Linked DNA regions of Mus musculus: all the other regions are linked to region 1. The links are chromatin contacts, called in public Hi-C maps. All regions are on one chromosome and are shown on one strand. The core of a region is the stretch at or near the end of the contact, and the rest is flanking DNA. Distances in the headings are between cores, read along the strand shown. Region 1 has its middle 21 kb from the start of St3gal5. Region 2 holds the start of Ptcd3 (pentatricopeptide repeat domain 3). Region 3 overlaps Atoh8 (atonal bHLH transcription factor 8).

Region 1 (3,807 bases), core at 441-2,940:
GGAAGTCACCAAGCAGGCTAGCTGGCTGACCAGCAAGCTTCAGGGATCCTTCTGTTTCTCTACCTTGCCAGAGCTGAGACTATGAGTAGGTGGTACCACACCTGTCTTGCACACATGTCTTGCGTGCATTGTGGGGATTAAACTCAGGTCCTCATACTTGAAAGGCGAATACTTTACTGACTGACCATCTGGTCAGCCCCTCTTCTACCTCTGAAGAGCCTGTGGCTTGGGGTTTGGCTTGTGTTCTTTGCTCAGTCATGTGTCTCCTCCTTTGCTTTCTTTCTTGGTTCCAGAATGCTACTGCTATCATTGTCTTCTCTCGTAAGATCTTCCCACAAAGCATCTCTTTAAGACCTTGTACATGGGGGAGTGAGTGGAGGTTTAAAGGCAGGGTTGCCATCCATTTGTGCTGCCTCAGCTTACTCTCATGCCTGTCTTTTGCCCGAGGCCATGCCGAGAGCTTGGTCGGTCTTATGTGGAATGACACGTCAGTGAGTTTTGATGAAAGCTCAGCCTCACCCAAACTGGTTCTTGCAGCAAGAAATATTTAGTGACAGAGATCAGGACAAATGGACAGCCTAAACATTGGGAATCTGGGTAGCCTAGTGTAGGCTCTCTAACTTCTATATCTTAACCACTAGCATCCTAACCATCAGCATCCTGAGATTCATTCCATCAGCATCCTAACCATTAGCATCCTAACCATTAGCATCCTTTTGCTGTTTATATGTGGCATCAATCCTGCCATTTTTGATGCTAAGGATGAGTTGGTTTTAAGCCATTTTTGTTCACCATGGTAATTAGGCTCTGCTATGATCCACTTATGTCTCTCCCTTGGATTCTCATGTGCAGTGTTTGCCTCAACCCCTCATACTCATGGGTCTGAAGAATGGTAAATACGTAGAGGAGGAGGAGGACGAGGAGGAAGGGTATGGTGATTAATCTTCACTATCAATGTGACTGGTTTAGAATGCTGAGGAGACACACCTTTGGGTGTGGGGAACATGAAGGTTAGGAATCAACATTGAGTAAAGCTGGAGAAGAGGGGAAATGAGCTGAGCATGGCCCTCCTGGCTCTCTGCTTCCAGACTGGACCCAACATGATCATCTGTATCAGGCTACCTTGCCTTTCCCACCATGCCAGACTGGACCCTCTCAACATATCAGCTAAGATGAACTCCTCCTTTCTTAATGTTGGTTTTTGTCATAGCAATGAGTAAAGTAGCTGGTATAGTTGAGAAGGTTATGAGGGAGGCCATGGCCTTCCTTGGTGGCCAACTTTTCTCCTCTAATCTCCCACAGAAAGGAGCCCAGCCAAAAGAAAACTCAGCACAAGTGAAGCGAGCTACCCCTTCCTTTCCCTCCTCCCCTGCTGCCTCGTCCTATCCAGAAAAAGGGAGCTGACATCAGCACACATTTCGGAAGGACATCCCACGGAAACAGAGGTCCTTTACTCCATGGCAACGCATTAGAGCATCTTTATAAATACACACTTTACTATGTTACTAGAATGTTGACGGACAGTGCGTTTCACTGTGCCAGTGAAGAACATCTGCTAAAAATAAAGTCTGTGAAGATCGTTTTGCCTCGTACAATTCTGAGAAAGAGTTTCCACTAACAGAGTCCAGCCCCATTCCTTCCAAAAACTGACTCTGGTTGTCCTTTGTGGACCACAAGGATATAACCACATGGGTAGGACCAAAGGCAAAACAACAGAGTTTGTGGGGGTGAGTATTCCTCCTCCCACACTGAATTATGCTGTGGTGAATGTCAGCAAATGAGGTGGAATGTCAGCATCTGAAGACAAACTGATGCTGACATCAGCCCCTCTGTGCCCATAAATACAGGAGTGTTCTGCTACTTGCTATTAATCAGTAGGATGCTGGCCAGGGTCTTGACGACCTTTGTCATTAGAATGGAAGACTGAATGGTCTGTAACTTCTTACTTTTTGCTGTTCTGTGTTAAAATACTCCCAACGAGATCACACTAAGGGAGGAAGGGTTTATTTTGAGTCACATGTTACAGTCTGCATTAGTGGGGGAGTTTGGGCAGCAGCTGGTCACTTTGCAGATCAAAGGAAGCAGAGGGAGGGTAAAGATCAATCTATCCCTTTCACACAGCCCAGGATCTCAGCCTAGAGACTGGTCCCACAGTGGGTCAGTCTTCTTATCTCAATTAACGAGATCAAGATAATCTTCCAAAGGCATTCCCAGGTGCTTATCTCCTAGGTAATTCTAGGTCTCTGGCAAGTTGACAGTTGAGATTGAACAGCATGCATAGGGTCTATGAGTTAGAAAGGCCTGGTGATCAATAGGACTCTACAGTTGGCTGAATGGTGTGCTCTTGCTGGCCTCAAACTCACTATATATTTAAGGTTGCCCTTGAACTTCTGATCTTCCTGCCTTCACCTCCTGAGAGCTGAGATTCCAACCATGCACCATCAGGATTGGTTCATATGGCTGGGGGGGGGTGTATGTGTGTGTGTAGAATCCTGGGTTTTTTCCTGCATGTCAGGCAAGCACTGTATAAACTGACCTACATTCCCAGCCCTGGATTCATTTTTCAACACCCTGTAGTTTTACCTTGCACTTGGCTCCATGAATTTCTCTAGGTAGCCATACTGATCCAGGGATGGGGCAAGCCAGAATGGTAGGAGGACTCTCTGAGGGATCGAGCAGCGAGGGTTGAACAACCACCATAAAGCATTCTAATCTCCAAATGACTGGCAGCAACTAGAATATGCCATCTAGATCTCTGTCCTACGTGTGGGTGGCTTGATGTGAGGGTCCAAGAAAGAGCCCAACATTGACTGAGACAATCCTTTGGAGAAAGGACTCCTGGGCTTGGAGAGCGAGGGTCAGGGGGATGATCTGAGCCGTGTTGGTTGTGATACTTGGATACCTCCGTCTCTGCCTGTGCCCCACTTCATTAGTCTAGATTTTGAAGAGGAGGAAACAGAGACATGCTTTCTCTGTGGCAGGCGTGAAGCACAGCATCCCTTCTATTAGGACCAGAGGGAAAATTGGGTAGGTTCTACACATTCTAACACATACGCCTTCGTTTATAGACAGTCTGACTGTCTTCATTACTCTGAACTATGATTTTACTTCCCATAAGAAATAGTCCAGGCTGGCCCACTGGGTAAAAGCACTTACCCGCATGGTGAAGGAAAGAGCTGACCCTGAAGATTGTCCTCTGACCTCCACATGTGCACTGTGGTATACATGTGCCCTTCCCAAATAAAAAAATGTAATAAAAAAAAGATATAACCCCCTAGACCTGGCATCGTGGGTGCAGTATGTGCATGTTCTGACTGTCCCTTTTTCATCTGCTCCCTATGTCAGAGCTGTCATGAGTGCTTGGCCATGTTACTCCTAGCAGACTCTCAATGCAGCCCCCTAAGCATTCTGAGCAGTGACTAAAATTACAGCATGTCAAGACCATGGATACAGACTGAAGCCAAGGGAACGGCAGTCCTTTTTCTGGCCCAGTCTATGGGATGTTGTATACATAAAAAAAGAATTTGTTTTTCGTCTTAGACTCCTGGGGCATAACTTCTAAACCCTTGGAATTCCCTAAGTGGTAGGGATGTCTATAGTAGTCATGGTGGGCCGTGGGTCACTCCCAAGTTTATACGAACAAGGTGACTGTCGGTGACTGTTGTGTATGGGCTGGATAATGATCTAAATAACCGTATTTTCAGTTTTGCGTGGATGAGTTTATTAACCATAAAGAAAGCCAAAGTAAAAGAACAAATAGAAGAGATAAGAAGAGAGAGAGAGAGAGAGAGAGAGAGAGAGAGAGAG
Region 2 (3,807 bases), core at 430-2,929, 170 kb after region 1:
ATTGGAAATAGCCCAAATGTCCATCAGCAGATGAGCTGATGAATCGGCATGTACGCGCGCGCGCACACACACACACATCTATCTATCTATCTATCTATCTATCTATCTATATCATGTTCTATTTACTTAACCCTAAAAAGGAAGGAAGTTCTGATCTATTTATCTATCTATCTATCTATCTATCTATCTATATCATGTTCTATTTACTTAACCCTAAAAAGGAAGGAAGTTCTGATCTATTTATCTATAATTTTGAGGACAGTATGCTAAATGCATTGGCCAGTTACAAGAAGTCGGGGCTGACTGACTCCTTTTACTTGAATAGGGGCCTGAACAGTCAGAATAACTGAAATAGAAAGTAGACAGGTGGTTACCATGCGGCAGGGGCAGGGAAATGAAGACTGACTGATTACATATGGAGATTGCAATGGCAAGATGTGTCCTAGAGGGGGTAGTGCTGATGTTACCAGTGTGGTCTACCTTTTTGTTTGTTTGTTTTTTTATTTTTCGAGACGGGTTTTCTGTGTCCACGAAGCTCTGGAACTGACTCTGTAAGACCAGATTGGCCTCGAACCCACAGAGATCCTCCTGCCTCTGTCTCCTGAATGCTGGGAGGGTTTGTTTTGTTTTGTTTGTTTTTTCAAGACAGGGTTTCTCTGTGTAGTCCTGGCTGTCCTGGAACTCACTCTGTAGACCAGGCTGGCCTCGAACTCAGAAATTCGCCTGCCTCTGCCTCCCAAGTGCTGGGATTAAAGGCGTGCGCCACCACTGCCCGGCAATGCTGGGAGTTTTTAATGCATGTTGAGTTATTAATGGGAGTCTAAGAAGCGTGTATGCTATCGTGATCAAAAAGCATTAGAGAAGAGTCCCCAGGACTTCATAGCCAGGGTCTTGATCCAAGATTTAAAAGTTCATCATCGCTTGGACCAGAGGAGACTAATTAGGAAGTTGATAAGCGTGTGATGTAATGTGATTATAAATGACATAAAACTAGTTGATTAATGAGGAAGATGAACAGATGAAAATGCAGCAAGCGCATTCCTTCCCATTACCAGCAAGCAAGCACTAGGCAGCCAGCCCCCCACCCCCCACCCCGACCCCGCCGCCCCCGGACTGGCTCGGCTCAAAGCCTTCTGGGAATCGTAGTTCCCAGCTCCAACTTCCACAACCCTGTTCTACACGCATCCCACTAACTCCTTACTTGAGCTCTTCGGCCGAATACATTCCGAAGGAAATGCCCTGAAGCCGCCTCCATGGTGTGTGCTTGGAGGCCAGCATCTTCCGAGTCAGTTTTGAGGTCCGTCACTACGAGAGAAGTTCCAGTCAGCCGCAGAGAACGCCACTTGAGTCTTGTAGCGCAGAGCCACCATGTGTTTTTCCACTGCGCTTGCGTGCGAGAACCGCGGCTTGGCAAATTGGCTTGGACGAGTTCATTTTTGCTTTCGGGGTGGGTAAGGAGTGGAAGAAAACTGTCTCAAAACCCTCCTTCAGTTTAAAAGCAAAATTACACAGGAGACTTTAGAACAGCATTTCAAGTAAGTTTATTCGAGGTGAACGATGTGTACTGAGCGTTCCGCTGCTAGTCTAGCCAAACAGGACCTTGTGACCACCCGTTTGGAGATGAGACGTTCCACGCCAGCCCCGCCCCTCGACCCTGGAGGCGGAGGTCGTTCCCGACGTGCTCCGCGAAGAGTCCAAAGATGGCGGCGGCGGCGGTTGCAGCTCGCCGCCTGTCCTTTCGCAGCGGGCTTGTCTTGCTGCAGACCACTCGGGGGACGGGTGTGTGTGAACCGAAGGTCTGTTGCAGGTAAGAAGACCCAGAGTCATTTTGGTCTTGCATTTCCCTGAGAGTCGTGAAAGTAGGTAAGATGCAAAGGCATTTGTATGGTCGAGGCCCGGCCCTCTCAAGGGTAACACGAGGTAGCGTCGTATTTAGTGATCTTTAGATCTGCGAGTTCGGGAATTCTTTCGGAAAATTTTTATTGGTTGGTTGCAATACTATGTATAGCCAAAATTACCCTTTAAACTAGGGCCCTGTTCTCGTGAAGTTTACATTTCCGTGAGTGCCGCTACAAGCCCCTACACAAATTTCTTTATCACCCCCCCCCCTTATTCATTTTAACCCTGCAAAAAAGAAAGGGCAAAGTAACAGATCTTTCACAAATAAAGGGCAGGCTAATATTACCAGTATGGACTGAACGTTATGAGAACCTTCAGCTAAGAATAAGCTAAGACTTTAGTAAAAGCAGAAAGCCTTAAAACGTCTGACCCCATTCTTTCCATCTGGTGGTGTTGCAAATACTTATGTAATTTCTTTGTACATCCTTCATGCAGTGGCCTGGTGGAAATAGGAGGTGGTTTTAAGTCAGTTGTAGAGTGGATAATTAGCTCATACGATGTCTTTGGACCAATACAAAAAAATAAATAAAACTGGGTTACAAGTTTACACTACATCTAAATGCCTCTATAAATGTGGCTCAGAATGTGTGCATGCGGGTGGAGCTGAGTCAGCAGAGCTAGCGGTAGGAGCTGAGCTGAGGCCATCAGGGAGCAGTGCTAACAGTGGGATTTTTGTTGTTTTGTTTTTAATGCAGATTTTATGCTGGAACTGAATCCCTCCCAAAGGTTGAAGGATCAGATATAACAGGTATTTTTAAAACTATGGAAATAGAAGTTTTTAAAAATGAAAAGACATTGTATTTCTTTGTGTTGTTAGAAAATTGTTTATTTTTATTTTTTTTTCTACATAAGGGATTGAAGAAATAGTCATTCCAAAAAAGAAAACATGGTGAGTATTTTGCTATTCACTTACCAGGTGATTGGGTATTTACTGTAAATAAAACATAAGGATTTAAATAGTGCCTAGCACATAGACAAATACCATGTTAGCTGTTATTTTTTAAGTCTTGTTATATAATTTTATGTGTAAACTATACATTTAATTTATAAGTGAACTATTAGGTGTACTTTTGTTTCATTTGGAGTGGCTATTTGATATCATTGTATAAATATGATTAGATTCATTTGTTTCCCTGCATAAGAATAGGAACAGTGGCTGACCATGGTACCATACTCCTTTAGTCTCAGGAGGCAGAGGCACAGGGATCTCTGCATAGTAGGACTAGTGTACCTACTGAGTTCATACAGTAATGCCCTGTCTTTAGAAACAAGAATAGGGATGAGAGAGCACTGGAGCTAAGAGTAGGGACTGGGTTACCTGTGAATACAGCATTCCAGCGTACGCCCCTTTGCACACCTCTATATCCAGAAAAACGACAAGAAATGCAACAGGAAGAGTATTTACAATGTGCTACAATCTAGTTGTCACCTGCCTGTGTTGTATCTTATAGTCCTATATGTATGCAATTTTACCCGTATAGATAGACAGAATTTAGGTATATATTGAGTGTTGTTTTGTAGTGACATACTCCTGTAGTCCTAGCACTCAGGGCAGAAGTTGGAGGATTGTCACGAGTCCCAGGCCAGCCAGCCACTTATTTAAAATTTCCCTTTTTCCTATTGGTAGTTCTTGTGAGATGTATTAGGTAAAGAGTGCAGGAAGGCAGGATGTAATATGATTGTTGATTATGGTGATAGTTCAGACAGGCCTGTGGAAAATGTTAGGAAATAAGAAACGGTTAGCAAGTCAAGGCCTTTAAAAATTCAGTTTATAAGCTACGAGTGCTTTTATTTTTCTGTGTAGCTGGGGGAGAGAGGCTAAAGGAAAAAAAGTAACTTGAAAACTATATTTTAAAAATGTCAAATTTTGTGTGGACTGCAGCTTACTTTGTTTACATATATCTTACG
Region 3 (3,807 bases), core at 954-3,453, 140 kb before region 1:
AGCCGTGTAATATCAATTCTGGGAACAGACCAAGGGCAGATGATTTGGGGGGGGGGGTTGTCAGTGGGGAAGAGAGAAGAGTTAGTGTGAGCTTTGCTCGTCCAGGACTGCTTTGTGTCTAGGTGGCTGAGCTCTGGACCATGGGCTTTGTGGGCTGTTCACAGAGCCTGAAGGTGTGTGGCAGGTGTGTGACAAAGTCTCAAGAAGCTCTCCTAGCCTGGGTCCAGCTCTCCCAGCTCCGCGTGGGCCTGAGACCCACTGGGGGCACTGGCCTAGCTTAATCTACCCCAGCCTGCCACATGAGTGGTCACTACTGCTGTGCCTGGCTGTCCCCCTCTGTAAGGCACTGATTACTACCCACATGGAACTCAGGCAGGCCAGCGAGCTCTCAAGTCCAGATCCTCTAGGCTAAGTCATTGAGTTAAATGCCATTTGCTCTCAAAGTCTGTTGAGTCCATCTATGCTGGGGAAAGGGGGTGGGGGAGGTGGGTGGGAAAGTACCACCCAATTCCCTTCCAGTCATAAAAATGGATGCAATTTATTTTTTCTGGCATTCCAATTACATAGATGTTTGTCGCCAGCTGTTCCAACATGGAGCCTCCTCTCAGCTGCTGTTTCTTCTCTCACATTTGACACCGTTAGGCCACAAGTCTGGCAAGGCCTGGCTTGGAGGGATCATTAGCTGGGAAGCCTCCCAGGTGAGCTCTGGCCGGCTTTCCTTGCAGTGGCCTGTGATGTTACTTGGGTGGTCTGAGGTCGGGTAGAGGCTGGGGTGCTGCTACCCCAGCTCTGTGGATCAGAACTCTGCCTTTCACCCTGTAGTGCTGGGTGTGAATAGAGAGAGAGAGACTCAGAGCCTTGAGCGAGAAAAAAAAAGCAACTGCCCTGCATGCTCAGACATGAGACCCATCTCTGTTGCAAGAACTCACTGTGCTTAGGATGTGGATGGTTCAGAAGGGTGGCTGTGTAGAGTTGGGGTGAAACACCCCCCCCCCCCCGAGAGCTCTACACCTCTCATGGGTGTTGCCTTCTCTGGCATGCTTAATTGTGAAGTAAACAAAACAGGATGTTGGGACGGGACAAGGTGTTAAATCCTGGCATTCGTACTTCTTCTTGGTGACCCTGGATTTGTTACTTAACCTCTTTGGTCCCCAGGACTCTCCCCCCATAAAGCAGGAACATCATACCTTCCTTTCTGCCTTGCTGAGGAGATTAAACAAAACCCTGTGTCAGAAGGGGTTGCCCTTTTCTCAGAAAGGGAATCTCTGAATGTACAGCCACAAAATGACAAGTTCATATTTAGTCCTGGGAAGGAACATCTCAAGACAGGGAAGGTACCCAGGGTGGACAGATGGGGATCTTTCAGGTTAGGGATTCTCGAATCTCTAGCACTTGAATCTGAAGCGCTGATCCTGCCCTTTAAAGTGAGGCCAGCAAGCAGCCAGTCCATAAATCCCCGATTTCAAAAGACGTGGATCTATATCAAGAAATCTAGGCAACATTTGGCTCAAAAGAATGCCAATAAACAGACCGCCATCAACAGACACCATCCATATGGTGAGGTATACTGTGCACCAAGCACTGTATCTACCATCTCTACTCCTTGTCAGTAATACTCCTGGAGTCGGAAGCAGTGCCCCCTGGCCCCCATTGCACAGAAGGGAAACTGAGGCCAAGAGAAAGCCATGTGCCTTAGGGCTAGGAACTAGGTTTCCCTTTCTTTGGTTGAAAACCCACAACCTCTTTTCCCCTGAAGATTGCCCAGGAGTGCCCCCCCACCCCCACCCCCCAGCCAGCACGCTATGGCTATGTCCTGTGCTATACCCACTTGGAACCCTTATGTAAATAGGCATCTGCAGCACGTGGAGGTTCCATTTAGCTGCAGGGAGCCAATAGCCCGCTGGTGGTGGCAAGGAGTGGGGTGGGCCTGGATTCGGGGCGGGGGAGGGGGTGTCATCAGCTTCGAGTACCCCCAGGGCTGCGCCGCCAGTGAGGCCTGACACCGGGTTAAGTCGCCTGGCGGCCTCCGGCTGCAGCTGGGAGCGCCGCCTGGTTCCCATTCGGTGCTGTGGTTTTGATTAGCTGCTGGGAGAGGCCTGCCTGCCTGCAAGTCTATGGGAGCTCCGCAGGAACAGCGGGTCCCCCCCCCCAGGCCGCCCGCCCCCCCTCCTGGCAACCCCAGACTCCAGATGTTCCGAGCGCTCGCTGGGAAGGCCTGCTGGCGCCACGGAGGGCAGAGGGCAGGGAAAGCACGCGAGCTGGAAGCCCAAGAACTCAGTCACCGCAGGCCTTGGCAGCTCGCCCAGCCCTCCGCTGGCACATTCCCCAGCTCTCCCCTGGCCATCTGTTCCCAGAAAGCCCTTTCAGAACCTCATCATCACTCAGGATACAACAGCGCGAGCAGCTGGTTTGGAGGCAACAGCGAAAACCGTGCAAAAGGTTCTTTGTGAGAGAGGAAACTCGCTTATGAATAACAGGGCTGGATGCCGTAAAACTTGGCGGCTGCAGTTCGTGTTTCTCAGGCGCCGCTGTTTGCTCTTGACTTTTTATCTCTGGTTTTTATCCACCCCCCCCCCCCCGCCACCCCCTTGTTTGCTTTCAGTGTTGTTTCTTCCTCTTCTGACACCAGGTGTCATTTCTTACTTCTTTGGAGTACCTGAAGGCCACCTAATTAGTTCTTAGGATATTGACAACTTTTTTTTTAAAGCTCAAAGCTGTTAATCCGGGGAATAGTGGACTGTTTTCCTCTGGGCTGGAAGAGACAGGCAAGCAAGAGGGTCAGGGAGTCTAATGGGAGGACAGTAGCTAAGGAGATGGTTCAATGGGTAAAGGGCTTGCTATGAAAAGGTGAGGACCAGCGTTCCCACCCCAGTAGACTCATAAAAAACTGAGTGTGGCAGCATGTGACAATGAAATGACAAGGTTCAGGGAGAAACCCTGTCTCAAAAAGAAAGGAAATATTGTCCAGAGGTAAGTGAGGAAGATACTCTGATGTTTGTCCTTGTGTACGTGTGCGTGTGTCTGGATGTGTGTCTGGATCAGTGTGGCCAGGTCCTGACCTGTAATTGCTGAGGTCATCTTCAAAAGTGTGGCCTGGTAACTTGTCATGGTTGGAGTTCTAACCAAATAGTAGCATTGAGCTGCAAAGTCATCCCACTGTTACCCTGACTGACCCCAGCTTCCAGAAGAAGCAAGCACTGTGTCTGCAGGGGCTGGGGTGAGACCTGCAGAAGACAGAGGAGGGAAGAGACAGAGACACATCCATTGGCTCATCAGAGGGGCGGCACAGAGGAGCTTTTGGGAGAACAGTGGTAGCCGTAAACACCCCAGTGCCTGGGCCCCCACAGCTGACTGAGGCATGACGTGAGGCCTTTTTAAAGAACCGGCTGCCGCCACTGTCGCCAAAGGCTTCTGGGACATGTCTGCTCAGAATCTGGGCACCTTCTGGGAACAGTCACCAGGTGGCCTGTCCTGGGCTGTGGGATCCTGGGGCAGGACTAGCAGCTGGGATGAAAAGAGAGAGAAGCAGGGATTCCTGTCTTCCTGGTACCCCTTGAGACAGGGAATGGGGTCAAGACTGCCCCGGAGTGGATGGCCAGGGTGTGCTTCTGGTATTAGTGCTGTGATGGGTTTGGGGCAGGGGACAGGGGACAGGGTTTTCCTTCCTCAGGTCCCTGCATTTCTCTGTCATTAGCTCCCTTCCTGCTGTCCCTTCAGACCCCAGAGCCAGCAGGCCCCTCACTTAGCAGTATGAAGTGACTGCCAGTGGCTTGCTTTTCCCAAGCCTCCCATTTGGGTCCCGTTTCT

The links. A called contact is a pair of places that touch in the nucleus more often than the background predicts.
Region 2: a Hi-C map of uterus shows a contact between it and region 1, with 2.2 times the contacts expected there. The contact joins the promoter of Ptcd3 here to the enhancer-like site in region 1. A contact is called at or near these places in 2 of 484 Hi-C or Micro-C datasets (bone marrow-derived macrophages and uterus), 5 of 115 datasets of contacts at active chromatin or transcription factors (bone marrow-derived dendritic cells, bone marrow-derived macrophages, embryonic limb bud and 2 more) and 2 of 9 other capture datasets (adipose tissue and liver).
Region 3: a Hi-C map of uterus shows a contact between it and region 1, with 4 times the contacts expected there. The contact joins two enhancer-like sites. A contact is called at or near these places in 1 of 484 Hi-C or Micro-C datasets (uterus) and 1 of 9 other capture datasets (embryonic tail).

Annotation. Positions count from the first base shown.
Region 1 is chr6:72,074,409-72,078,215 of GRCm38.p6, reverse strand. No RefSeq gene overlaps it. Among named protein-coding and RNA genes, the nearest start is that of St3gal5, 21 kb to the left of the region's middle. Within about 2 kb of position 1,690, at least 14 of the 459 cell types and tissues checked have an H3K27ac peak or open chromatin away from gene starts, as enhancers often do. A contact at or near this core is called in uterus, where this site is marked.
Region 2 is chr6:71,906,634-71,910,440 of GRCm38.p6, reverse strand. Ptcd3 (pentatricopeptide repeat domain 3) reads left to right here and starts at 1,679. Exons shown (of 24, transcript NM_027275.3): 1 at 1,679-1,807; 2 at 2,595-2,647; 3 at 2,752-2,788. The coding sequence starts at 1,701. It overlaps Polr1a (polymerase (RNA) I polypeptide A), which reads right to left and starts at 1,388. Exons shown (of 34, transcript NM_009088.3): 1 at 1,202-1,388. The coding sequence starts at 1,278.
Region 3 is chr6:72,215,332-72,219,138 of GRCm38.p6, reverse strand. The region is part of intron 2 of Atoh8 (atonal bHLH transcription factor 8); the gene reads left to right. Among named protein-coding and RNA genes, the nearest start is that of Gm52906, 14 kb to the left of the region's middle. RefSeq lists an enhancer at 311-3,807. Within about 2 kb of position 2,203, at least 146 of the 459 cell types and tissues checked have an H3K27ac peak or open chromatin away from gene starts, as enhancers often do. A contact at or near this core is called in uterus, where this site is marked.